Regions from separate parts of the Hordeum vulgare genome. Here region 2 is linked to region 1. The links are chromatin contacts, called in public Hi-C maps. All regions are on one chromosome and are shown on one strand. Each heading gives the region's core, a stretch centred on a gene start, on an enhancer-like site or on the middle of the called end of the contact. The rest is flanking DNA. Distances are from core to core; before and after follow the strand shown.

Region 1 (6,982 bases), core at 1,314-3,813:
TGTAGGTGCCACCTTGCCGGCCGTGGGGACAACCCCTTATAACCATCTCGTTGACTTCCACGAGCTGCAGCTTCCCGACCTGATCTATTTTTTCACCTACATGGACGACGAGCTGGACTATCTTGGCTCGAATGTTCGGATATTGATGCGCATGGAGGGCGTGCGTGCTATCATCTCCGTTGCGGGGTGAATCCTCTCCGGGCTGCGTCACCGAGTCCACTTTTTTCCATTGGACGACGTCTTCGACGAGCTGGCTTCGACCGATCAAAAGCGGGAGCTATGGGCGGTGCCATCCTGCCTCTGCCGTGTCGTTGTACTGGAGAAGGAGAGGGACTTCCGTCCTCTTTAGAGTATCTACAGCCGAACATATTTAATATGACCCCTTACGCGCCCGGTCGGTGACCAGGCGTGTCCCCTATTTGTCCGTCCATGCAGCCACACTCCTTATTTTCTTCCTCATATGTCCGGCCACTTGCACGTGATTGGTGGAGAGGAAGAGAGAGAAAGAAAAGGATGAATAAAGAAAAGACAAAGGTGGTCCGGGGTGGGGTTGCGTCCTATGTGGCGGACTGATCGGGATTGCGGGGGCGCATTCGCGAGCCCTCATATCCTCCCCATATTTGAGGTGGATATGAGGATTCGCGGACAGCCCGAGCATATAGGGACGATATGAGGGGTCCGATTGGGTCACTTTTTTCCTTATCTCTCTTGACAGGTCATTGACTGGGCGCGTCCGTAGGCGTACGAGGAGTCATTTGAGGGGTCCGGTTATAGATGCTCTTAGGCGTCATTCTACTTGTCTTGTTAGCTTTCTATGTGTTCAATCTTATCTTCTATGATGTTATGCGCTTCTTTTGTGTTATGAAGTTATGCAGACTCCTTTTGTAATCATGAATTAGTGTTGGGCCTCCTTTTGTGTTCTAAATTTAGTTGCAAGCTTTCCTTGTTTGTTCATTTGTTAATTTTAAGTGTTTGCACTTCTTTCGTGTTGCCGGTTTTGAGCTGGGATGTTATTCGTACTAGAATATTCAAATAGAGCGCCTAATTGTAGGAACTACATAGGACACCTCATGCATAGTCTCAAGTTTGACCGCCTAATATTGAAAATGCCACATGCGAGAACTCCGAAAATACTGACGCAAAAGAAGAAGAAAAAACACAAATCAGGCGTGTCCTTATAGTCTACTTAGTCTTCAAGGATCTTGGTCGACTAGGCTTTCTCAAGGCGAGCGGTGATGGGCTCTTTCACCTCCTCACGACGTTGGCGGAGCTTGGCATTGTCCATGCAAGCGCCCATGAGCTCTGTCGCGTCCTGCCAAACGGTTTCAGGAAAAAGGGGTTTCAAAAGCAAAATAGGACGAAACAAATGGCACCGGGACCCACACAACAGTCATAGAGTAATGAAAAGCGAGAACGTCTCAAACTTTAATTCAATCCTGACAAGTTTTCCTTTTTGCAGTTAAGCGCCTAGTGAGCACGCGCGGCGACGTGCAGCGCGGGCCCATAAAGTTGTATCACGCCTAACGGATATGCGTGTCATTGGAGCACACCGGACTATCCAATATGTTGGTGTGCTGCATATACGAAAGCAACTAGTAGTTCGATATATCACATGATTTAAACGAGTCAGGCATAGAAACGCAACTCATCCAGCCATATCACGTCGACCGGGTTGGCGTGTTCAATGTTTGCCACGCTGGGGCCGATCTTCGTCGACAGTCAAAAGCGCTAAGATGGAAGACGTGCATACATATACATTACACGTCGGACGGGTAGACACAATAGGCGGGATGAGACGACAAAATAATTTTTTTGGGGGTCAGCGCACAACATAAGATCCTTTCAGAGGCCATTTAGTAAAAATAATACCCGGCCATGTAAGCTCTGGCGGAGCTTCCTTAGGGCCAGCCATGGCCCCCCTGCTTGTGTAGTTTTCTTATATTATTAGCACATAATTAGACAAGATGATGGTGTTTTGCCCAATCTTTAATTGAATAGCCCCTTCTACATGAATTAGCCCCTTCTATAATTCTGATCAAGCTCCGCCACTGCATGCAAGTAATGGATAACTGGCCCGTTGGTTGAGTTAGTAGTACGACTAATAATATGAGTTTCATTCATGTTCATGTGCATCTAACAATGACTTGTAAAAATAATACCTGATCATGCAAGTGCTGGATAACTGGCCCGATGGTTGAGTTAGTAGTACAACCAATAATGTGAGTTTCATTCATGTTCATGTGCATCTAACAATGGCTTGTAAAATTCCAGAGGTACGGTCGTTCTATGCTGAAAGAAATACGGCCACCCTCCTAAAACGAAACGGTCCGTGTTGAAGCGTGTTGGCGTTGAGCGTCGCCCTACCTAGCAGACGGGCGATGGAAACGGCGCAGAGGCTGGAGAAAGCGACCCCCGTCCAGGACCAGGAGGAAGACTGTAGTCGCACGCAGCAGAAGATCCCGCGCCCGTGTATGAGCGCCAACGAGCTCACTCTCCTCCGCTACTCCGGTTGGTGGCGGTAGCCAGTCTCCTCATTTAAACTGCCCATCTGCCCCAGCCCTCCGCCCCGCCACTCTATTAAACCCCACCACGCCACCACCACCTCTGCAACCGCTCCGCCCGGCATCCCGGCATCGCATCCAGCCCCACATCCCACCCCCAGCACCGTGAACGCATACGTGTGCCGCGTCCACCCCCAGCGGTGCGCCGCAGAAACAGGCAGGCAGGCAGCTCTGCTCCCCTCGGTGCACGGCGGGACGGAAGCCAGCCAGCCAGCCAGCCAGAGAGCCGTGACGTACGGGCTAGCGGGGGCGCGCGCGGGGGGGCTGTAAGTAGCGCGGATGGACCGAGCGATCATGCCGAGCGCGCTGGGGAGCGGCTTGGCAGGGTCGGTGAAGCTCAAGTACGTGAAGCTGGGGTACCAGTACCTGGTGAACCACTTCCTCACCCTGCTGCTGGTGCCGGTCATGGCGGCCACGGCGCTCGAGCTGGCGCGCCTCGGCCCCGACGAGCTGCTCACGCTCTGGCGCTCCCTCCACCTCGACCTCGTCCACATCCTCTGCTCCGCCTTCCTCGTCGTCTTCGTTGCCACCGTCTACTTCATGTCGCGCCCCAGGCCCGTCTTCCTCGTCGACTACTGCTGCTACAAGCCCTCCCCGAGCTTCAGGGTGCCCTTCACCACCTTCATGGAGCACATCAAGCTCATCTCCAACAACGACAAGAGCCTCCGCTTCCAGACCCGCATCCTCGAGCGCTCGGGCCTCGGCGAGGAGACCTGCCTCCCGCCGGCCAACCACTACATCCCGCCCAACCCCAGCATGGAGGCGTCCCGCGCGGAGGCGCAGCTCGTCATCTTCAACGCCATCGATGACCTCGTCCGCCGCACCGGGATCAAGCCCAAGGACATCGACATCCTCGTCGTCAACTGCAGCCTCTTCTCCCCCACGCCGTCCCTCTCCGCCATGATCATCAACAAGTACAAGCTACGCAGCAACATCCGCAGCTTCAACCTCTCCGGCATGGGCTGCAGCGCCGGCCTCATCTCCATCGACCTCGCGCGCGACATGCTCCAGGTATGTAAACGTAAACCTTCTCCTTAATTAATTTGGTATATGGAATAGTACCAACTACCGGGAGACCGACTACCACCAAACCAATACACTCTTCACTCTTCACTCTTCTTCACAACTACAGTAGTAATTCGATCACCAGCTACTAGTGACATGTTGGTTGGGTATATATGGATCTGATCATCTGATCCAACCAATAGGTGCATCCCAACTCGAACGCTCTGGTGATCTCGACGGAGATCATCACGCCCAACTTCTACCACGGGAGCCGGCGGGACATGCTGCTGCCCAACTGCCTGTTCCGGATGGGCGCGGCGGCGATCCTGCTGTCGAACCGGCGGCGGGAGGCGCGGCGCGCCAAGTACAGGCTGGTGCACGTGGTGCGCACGCACAAGGGCGCGGACGACCGCGCGTACCGGTGCGTGTACGAGGAGGAGGACGACGAGGGGCACTCGGGCATCTCCCTCTCCAAGGAGCTGATGGCCATCGCCGGCGAGGCGCTCAAGTCCAACATCACCACCATGGGCCCGCTGGTGCTGCCCATGTCGGAGCAGCTGCTCTTCTTCTTCCGCCTGGTGGGGCGCAAGGTGATCAACAAGAAGTGGAAGCCCTACATCCCGGACTTCAAGCTGGCCTTCGAGCACTTCTGCATCCACGCCGGCGGCCGAGCCGTCATCGACGAGCTGCAGAAGAACCTGGAGCTGTCGCCGCGGCACGTGGAGGCGTCGCGGATGACGCTGCACCGGTTCGGCAACACCTCCAGCAGCTCGCTCTGGTACGAGCTCGCCTACATCGAGGCCAAGGGCCGCATGCGCAAGGGCGACCGCGTGTGGCAGATCGGCTTCGGCAGCGGGTTCAAGTGCAACAGCGCCGTCTGGAAGTGCCTCCGCACCGTCAACACGCCCACCGACGGGCCATGGGACGACTGCATCCAGCGCTACCCCGTCCACATCCCGGAGGTCGTCAAGCTCTGACGGACGGGCTCGCCGCCGGCGGTCGCATGCACCGCCGTATCCTTCCCTGAGTCGCCTGCATGTACGTACGTGTCCCCCAAAACCTGGAGCTCCGTGGGGGGGCCCCGACCAAATTAAACCAGTCTCTCTCCTTCGCTTTTTCTTTTCCTTTTTGTTTCTCTATTTATTTATGTTTTCTTCGCGATAAATTAAATTAAATGGATACTCGTGGGATGCGTCCACACAAGGAGGGGATCGGATCATTCACAAGGAGGTTGATTAATCGGCTACACGTATATTTATATTGGATTGGACGACGCTAACGTGGGCGTGGTTGTTAAATTGTTTGTGTCACAGATTTTCACTGCAGTGAAAGGAATACTTTCATTGCATGCTCGCTCCTGATTTGTAAGCCTCCCTTCATGCATGACTTCTTCTCGTGCATGCATGCATGTACCGCTCGGTATTGCTTATACTAGGTCAGATGATGTAGTAACTGTCAGAGCAATACTGTTTGGTGTCAGCAGTTGAGTGTCATTCGAGGTTTCAGTTCTTATGCATGAGTATACTTCTCTGCATATGTTCTGTAAGCGCAATCACGAGGTACTCATGAATTCATGGTCGTATTAATCGGAATAATAAAACTCACCATCCATATAAGAGTACTACATTAGTACCAAAAACAAAAATACATTTGCACCATGAGCGAGCCTTTTCATCGATTCCCATTAAAGAAACCGGCAACAAAGTTATTACAGGAGGCAATTAGCTCGCTAACTAGGACCAAATACGCGCGGATAAATCCGATTGGTGGGGTTCAACATCCATTTCCAAGTCAGAGTGAGCTCTGTATTTTAAAAAAAAAAAAAATGAAACTCCATGGGCACTAGCATCCACGGTTTATTGATATAGAAGAAGCATCCCTCATGAGAATTCCAGAAATTCGTCTCTGACAGAGAATCGAACTCTGGTCGTTAGGTTTACAATCATGCGCCCCCAACCACTGGTATTTTACTAGAGCTTACTCTGACTTGGAAACGGATGTGCTGAAAGAAATGCCGCGACTCTGACTGGGAAATGCGCGTACAGGTGTCCCCTCTTGGTACTAAGTTCGACTTTCTTCGAGATGTTTATGTGTCGTTTGCACGAGCTGCATGGTTAAAGGAGGAGGAGTAAGTACAGTACGTAATTAGTAAATGCAGTTGAGTTGCAGCGGCGACAAGTTTGCCTGAACAGAAGAGGCCCTTTCCTTGGAACAGGAGAAGAGAGAGGCTTTCAGAGATCGGGAGCCAGCCAGCCAATCAATCAATCGTCTGTTTCAGCTCTCTACCGCCCGCCTGCCGGAGCACGCACGCAAAGAAGACAGAATTCACGGAGCTGGCGGGCCGCGTATTTATGGCGGCAATGAGCTGATGATGATACGACTAGAACTACTGCCATGGCTGGCCATGTGACCGGCCACGGGTTAGCCCCACGCTACTAGGATATTATGCCTGTCTGTCTGTCTACGTCTACGTCTACCTGGGTAGCTGGTGTTAATCGTACGTGTGGCGGAGCCGGGGCCGTGGATCGATCGGGTTGGGTAGGTGCCGGCGGCGGCGGCGAGCACGGCGCGGAGGAGGAAGGCGTACGTACGTGACGGCGGCAAGGTCTGAGACTGGGCTGTGGTCGCGGTTGGGAGGCGTTAAATGCGTTGGCTGGCGCCGGGGGGTGGGTGTTGGTTGCGCCGATACCAGCCTCGCCCTCGCCTTGGCCTTGACCTTTTTGGCCGCCACGCTTTCGTTTCGCCTGCCTGCCGCGGTTGGCGCGGAAGGGGCCGCCGGGTTTAATGCGCTGCCGCCGAGGGACGGCCGTCCGTCGTCGTTGGCGTCGCTTTTGCTTTCGCTTTCGCTGTGGGGGAGGAGGCCGCCGTGGAAGTGGGGACAGGGCAGGGCGGACGAAATTTATTGCTCCGTCCGTTATCGGTTCAGGCTTCCGTTCACTGTTCAGACCTCAGAGTCTCAGGCACGTAGTACCAGTGGTGGTACGACTGAGTTCGCCTCGCTCGCCGTTGTTTTGGCCCGTGCTAGCAAAAGGGTCTCCTTGTCGTCGTTGCGCTCCTATCCTATCCTATTCCTATCAGCCAGGCGTTTTTGGATCGACATACAGCAGTAAAACAAACGCTGGAAAGCACCATCTCATAACGGAGTTGCGTGGTGGTGGAGAAAAAGAAGACGAGCATATATAACTACTAGTACCCCCCAAAAAAAAAACAGGGCAAACAACGATGTCTAGTACAGGGAGAGGGGACGAGATCTCCTTACCAACAGTCTTGTCCTGGTTTGGCGATCATCCTCATCGAGCTTTACTGCACCCGCCTATGCTTCGCCCACGTTGAAACGGGAGGATGTGTCCCACGGACCAGCTCAGATTAAGGTCTCGGCTTCACCAGGTCCCCATGCGATGCCAACAACATTGGCC
Region 2 (6,982 bases), core at 3,014-5,513, 240 kb after region 1:
TTGTGACGGTCCACCATCACGAGGTTTTTCCCTCACGAGGGAGCGCCCTCAGCAACTTTAGCAACGTTCCGAGCTGATTTTTGGCGACGTATTGGGTCGTCATTAGGCATGTACATTTTCTGCGACAAGTCTTAGTGTCAGATAAATGTTGGTGGATATTTTTTTAAATGTAAATAGAAAAATAACACGTAATTATTTTTCAGCTAAATCATTTAGCGGGATCTCTTTTCATAAGAGGGGGACTTAGAATTGGGATCGTTTGGTTCCCTCCTAACAAAGGGAATTGGTATCGTTGGTTTAGACATGAATCAACATCGATCGTGGATGGATTACTCATGGAACGAAGCTCACAACACCATACCTGGCTGGCGTGAATTAGTTTAAATTTTTAAAATAGAAAATAAAATCATTTATTTTGTTTGGCAACATTTCGATCCTATTTTAAAGACAAATAAAATCATGTGACCCAATTGCTGTAATTAGTAGCTTTCATTCAAGTTCTACCACATAGCGCAAATGTACAACTACATTAAATAACTACCACACATTGTAGTCATATCATAGGAGGATTTTTCTATCTTGCATCCTCTGTGAGCCAACAAAGACCTCCCTTTGTAGCCCAACATGGTGCCATGGGAGCTTTTATGATCCAAAAGATTAATTGTGCTTCCATTTAACCTCTCGAGGCCAGCAAAATATAACAGAGTATTATTTGCATAAGTTCAACACACTTAACTAACATGCATACTAAATAACAATGTTCTCAAAGTTGCACTCTCGAAAGACCTACTCGTCGGACGACCGGTGTCGGTTGGGGCGTTCTATCCATCCTCCACGGTGGTGGGTGGGGCGTTCTTGGTGGCATTAGGCTCAACATACATCCCCATCGGGGTCTTTCAACCCAAATCAGAGATTTCATCTCGTTTTTTGCCCATCCAAGGACCAATTCTGGTCTGCTCTGAACCAACATCCGTGAAACCTCTTTGTCGTTAGCCTACACATGCAAGTCTAAGAGTTGAGCACCAAAAAATAGAGACATCGCATATGAATGTAAAGTAGGGATCAAAGAAATAAAACACAATGAAGACATAGTGTTTTTGGCATGGTTCTAAGAGGTGGTGCTATCGTATGTCCATGTTGATGGAGACTTCAACCCACACAGGGTAATGGTTGCGCAAGTTCATGGAGGGATCCATCCTTGAAGGGTACACGAAGAGCAACCTTGTATATGCCATCATGACTTACGTCAACGAAGGACTAGCCTCACTTGGGTAGATTTTCACGAAGTAGGCAATCTCCTTGCCCTTATAAACTTCTTTGTTCAACTTCACATTATTTGGAGGCTCCCAAGCAACACCTAACCAACCTAGGATACACCACTCTCCAAAAGGTAATAGATGTTGTGTTGATAATGAACTTCTTGCTCGTGTGCTTCAAAATATAGTCTCCTCAACACTCAATCACTCTCTCACAAAAAATGGCTTGGTATAAGAGAAGGATTGGGTGGAAAGAAATTTGAGGAGGCTAGAAATCAAGGATCATATGGTAGGAATGTAATCCTTGATCTCAATACATGAGTAGGTCTTTCTCTCTAAAAAATGAGTTGTGGAAGTGTAGTTTCATTATGAGGGAAATCTATAAGAGTAGGTGGTGGTGGAGGGGTATTTGTAGCCTCCGCCAAATATCCAACTGTTACAACTTTAGTGCACAACCCGATGACACCGAAATAAAATCTCGATGGGATCGACTAGTGCAAAAGTTCCAAGTTTTTGGTGTTCGGTGGGACCGAATGGAACAACTCGATGAGACTGATTCGTCATGACTTAGGATGATCCAACTTCTCGGAAATTACGATGTTTCATCACGGAGGTTCCGAGATTACTTTGATTGGCAACGACAAGTTGGTCATTGCTTTTCGGTCTTACTAAATGCAGTCTCAGTGGCACCGAGATGCTAGGGTTTAGCTTATGGCTCTGTCTTGGTGTAACTCGGTGGGTACGGATGAATGTGTTTGGTGGGACCGAGTTGAATATTTTAATGTTGTACATATTGATATGAGAGTGTGGTTGAAGGTATTGGTGGCAAATCTCTAAGCACTTCAGCAACTGAGTCATTATCAATACCTCATCTCTTTTAATAGTATTGGGTTTTTCTATGGACTCAATGTGATCAAAGATTACTTAATCAAAGATGCAAAGTCTTGAAGCTTTAGCCAATCCATGTCCTTAGCATTTTGAGGGGTCCACAATCACCTATCCAAGTCATGCCATCATTGAACTTCTCTCACATATACTCAAGAAAATCGATAGTTTAATGAGCTATATGTCGTGATGAATTAACAAAACCACCAAGGAATTTGATGCACTTTCACTTGTTCCCCACAACATATGTCGTGAGACAAAAGGAACAAAAGTGTGAAAACGTTGTACATATTCGCCTAACAGGCTTAATCGAACACTTGGAGTTGTCACACTTTGCTAGAGGCCGCTACCGAGTGGACGGGCCGGACGTGATCCAACTCACCACCAAGTGGACGAGAACCTAAGGGATCGCGCACTTAAGTGTAAGGAACTTGTGAGGCCGTAGATGTTTTGGGGCATGCTCTAATATGAGCCCGAGTCCTATTGTGATAAGTGGTGCCGGCGGCTAATTCCAACTATGATGGTTGTGTGCCTTCACACTGAAGATTTCTAGCGCCCGAATATCACTGAACTCATTAGTGCACGCCCAGACGGCACCACCGACCACAGAGTTTTGCTGCAGGGTATGACGGCAGCGACGCATCGTCCCTTCGTTTTCGTGGTGAGTGGTGACAACATTCGTTTCGACACCGGTGGTGGGAAGTGAAACGAGACTTGGAGTTGTCACACTTTGCTAGAGGCCGTTACCGACTGGGCAAGCCGGATGTGATCCAACTCACGACCAAGTGGACGAGAACCTAAGGGGTCGCGCACTTAAGTGTAAGGAACATGTGAGGTCGGTTCCGGTGCGCGAGTCAGATGTGATCCTACTTGGACCCGGATCGAGGCTGAACAAAGTTTGGGATTTAGGGTCCATGTGGGACCCAAGTATTGAGCCCGTGATGGATGCCTATATATAGTGGTGGTGCAGCGCATGTATTTAGTTGGTCACTTTGGCGTCGTCACTAGGGCTTTGCATGTGTTGCAACTAGCCACTCCACTCGTCGTCGGATATGCGATCGGACCTAGCAATCCATCGCAGGATGTTCCTCCTGCAAGCGGAGATATCATTAAAGGCGTTGCATTTGCGCTGCTCCAGCTAATCTGTTCGTGGGATCCGATCGGCTATGTTGGAGACCATGAGGAGGAGACGACTTCGGTGACGCGATGCCACGACACTTTTTTCGTTGCACGGGACTGCATGTCTAATGGTAATGATCCATGATCCATCTTTGTAGCATGTTGGTGGTGTACTGCGCGTAGGAATTTTTTTATATTGCGACCGATACACTTGTAGCCCAACATCGTGGAGGTGGACACACTCTTTACAAACATCAAGTCCGACGAGGAGCCGAAGTTGCGGGAGGCGCCATCCACTAGAAGGCAGGTCCATCTAGCACTACCGACAAAGAGATAGTCGACATCTTGAACGACGAGTAAAGTAGGCTACGTTTATCTATGTACTCAATCTCTAAAGATATATAAAAGCATTTGGATCACTACTTTAGTGATCTAAACGCTCTTATATTTCTTTACGAAAGGAGTACTCCCTCCATCACAGTTTATAAGGCGTGCACGTGTATCTAGATCATCAATTTAACTTATATAAAATATATTGTTTAACACAAAAATTATATCATTAAAAAATAGAACATCTAAAGTTTCTAATGATATATTTTTTGTAATATATGTCTTTTATTAAGTTGATCAAATTGACGACCTAGATACACGTGCAAGCTTTATAAACTGAAACGGAGGGAGTACTATATTCCATGATTTCGTAAAAGACGGGTCCATTCAACACCGTCGGCACGGAATTCCTCAACATCTTGGACGACGAGTAAAATAAGCTATGTTGCATGACTTCGTATAGATTCGAAAAGTGAAGTTTGAGATATATATAGTTGCACTGAAGAAAAAATGAGCGCTGACCAGTCACTCTTCATAAACACCCCCATAGACGTTTTGGGGCATGCTCTTATATGAGCCGACTCCTATTGTGGTAAAGTGGTGCCGGCGGCTAATTCCAACTATGATGGCTGTGTGCCTTCGTACTGAAGATTGCCAGCGCCGGAATATCATTGAACTCATTAGTGGACGCCCGGACGGCGCCATCGACCACAGAGTTTTGCTGCGGGGTATGGCGGCAGCGACCCATCGTCCCTTCGTTATGGTGGTGAGTGGTGACAGCATTCGTTTTGGCACCGGTGGTGGGAAGTGGAGCGAGACATGGTCCAGGTCGTCCACGCCCAGTGATTTTGTCCCTACGACGGGTGGCTTTCCCGTCCGACGTGCGGTGTAATCCATCCATCGCTTTCCGCTAGCTCACGAGTCCGGTAACGCCGCTGTGCAGCTTCCCTTCTTCTCTCCTCCAACCTTTTCCCCCTGTTCTGCAAAAGCCCTTTCCGTTCCCTTCTGGCTGCTTCCTCCTGCAGGTGCTACTTCTGAGCTTCCGAGGCGACACAGCTGCAGAAGAGCAGAGCAAACAGAGCTGGTCAGAGAGAGATGAGGGAGATCATCAGCATCCACATAGGGCAGGCGGGCATCCAGGTGGGGAATTCCTGCTGGGAGCTCTACTGTCTCGAGCATGGCATCCAGCCCGACGGCCTCATGCCCAGGTGAGCTACCCCTCTGTCCCGATTCGCGCACCTGTTAAGGCTTTTCCTTCCAGAGCTCTGAGAAACAATGATCCGTGGAAATCTTGATTGGAATTCTTCTCCTGAAAAAGAAGAATTTGTTTTGATACCAATTCTGTCTGATGGCGTTCTTGAATGGCGCGGCTGATGAACATGTGTAACACCCGGGACATTTTTGTTAGATGGATTCGATAATCTGGTTTAATTTTAGCGTGCCCCTGAGTTGCGCAGCCCAGATAATTGTTAGTGGTTTGGTGACACAGCTTGCTTCAGAATCAATTTTGGTTTTGCATGATCGAATCTCAAAAGACTTAGTGCCAGTTCTATGGAACAATCTTCATGAGGATACATGCTAGGCTTTGCTTGTACGAACGATAATAATCCTACTTTACAATACCAAAACCTAAAGTTCTTGCCACCGGCTTGCAGTGATACCTCGGTTGGGGTTGCAAAGGATGCATTCAACACCTTCTTCAGTGAAACGGGTTCAGGGAAGCACGTTCCGAGGGCCTTGTTCGTCGATCTGGAGCCCACGGTCATCGACGAGGTGAGGACGGGGGCATACCGCCAGCTCTTCCACCCCGAGCAGCTCATCTCCCACAATGAAGATGCTGCTAACAACTTTGCCCGTGGACATTACACAGGTACACCATGCTTCGACCTCAGCTACCTCTTTTCCGAAAAGATCTTTTCTGAACACCAGCTATTTAGAAGTCAACTGAGCAATTCTTATTTATAATTCGACAATCTTGAACGTTGATCGTCGATTCGTTGTCTAAAAACTTGGGTAGTTGAACATTTTATAATTCCTGTGCTACCTTATGTTTGGAAATGAGCAACTGGTCAGTTTTTTTGCCAGGTGTGCATAGTTTAGTTGGTTATTTTTAAGACGGTTGAGAAATTGAAGATATAGTTTTCTTATCGTCTATTAAGATAGTAAAAGTTTATCCAAGAGTCCATATGGAATGTCGAGCTCAGAAGCGTTATACTGAATTTCAGTACTATAAATAATGTGTACTGAAAATGTCTCTATTTATAACGATCTTCACGAACTGCAAGCAACATGCTAGAGGTGTCAGGTGGGAGTCATATCCATAATCTAATTATTTCATGCTGAAATTTAGTGCTCATACAAGGAGTAGAACACCCTTTCATCCTTGAGGCAACCCAATTTAACTATTTAAATGTCATGCTTGGGAAACAGCCCTATATATATGCTCCTACTAACAAAATACTCCTTTATTTAAACCCTGTTTCTAATGCTTCAGTTGGAAGAGAGGTAGTGGACCTTTGCCTTGACCGGATCAGAAAATTGGCTGACAACTGCACTGGCCTCCAAGGTTTCTTGGTTTTCAATGCTGTCGGTGGCGGAACTGGCTCAGGACTTGGCTCATTGCTTCTGGAGCGCCTATCGGTCGACTATGGCAGGAAATCCAAGCTCGGTTTCACTATCTATCCTTCACCACAGGTACTACTCCATCTGTATTTATTTGCTTTGCATATTAGCTTTGTCCCAAGTCAAATTTTAGAAAATTTGAGCAAGTTTCAGCTAGGCCATTTTCGCTGAAACCATTGCTTGTTTCAGATTTCGACGGCCGTCGTCGAGCCTTACAACAGCGTGCTCTCTACCCACTCGCTGATCGAGCACACCGACGTGGTGGTTCTCCTGGACAACGAGGCCATCTACGACATCTGCAAGAGGTCCCTGGACATCGAGCGCCCGACCTACACCAACCTGAACAGGCTGATATCCCAGGTGATATCGTCCCTGACCACCTCCCTGCGGTTCGACGGCGCCATCAACGTGGACATCACCGAGTTCCAGACCAACCTGGTGCCGTACCCGAGGATCCACTTCATGCTCTCCTCCTACGCGCCCATCATCTCCGCGGAGAAGGCCTTCCACGAGCAGCACTCTGTCCCCGAGATCACCAACACCGTGTTCGAGCCGTCGAGCGTCATGGCCAAGTGCGACCCCCGGCACGGCAAGTACATGGCGTGCTGCCTCATGTACCGCGGCGACGTCGTGCCCAAGGACGTCAACTCCGCCGTCCACTCCATCAAGACCAAGAGGACCGTGCAGTTCGTCGACTGGTACGTCGCGAAATCTCTTCTCGGGTTCCTTCATTGTTACATCACCTGGCATTGAGACTCTGTTTTCAACTC

What was found. Hi-C and Micro-C count contacts between places; a contact is called where the count stands out from the background.
Region 2: a contact with region 1 is called in a Hi-C map of seedling, with 2.0 times the contacts expected there. The contact joins the promoter of LOC123449291 here to the promoter of LOC123449287 in region 1. A contact is called at or near these places in 2 of 6 Hi-C or Micro-C datasets (leaf and seedling).

The regions. Positions count from the first base shown.
Region 1 is chr4H:529,804,182-529,811,163 of MorexV3_pseudomolecules_assembly, forward strand. LOC123449287 (3-ketoacyl-CoA synthase 6-like) reads left to right here and starts at 2,564. Exons shown (of 2, transcript XM_045126444.1): 1 at 2,564-3,572; 2 at 3,770-4,864. The coding sequence starts at 2,841. The coding sequence ends at 4,543.
Region 2 is chr4H:530,040,681-530,047,662 of MorexV3_pseudomolecules_assembly, forward strand. LOC123449291 (tubulin alpha-2 chain) reads left to right here and starts at 4,264. Exons shown (of 5, transcript XM_045126448.1): 1 at 4,264-4,798; 2 at 5,246-5,460; 3 at 6,085-6,284; 4 at 6,402-6,910. The coding sequence starts at 4,686.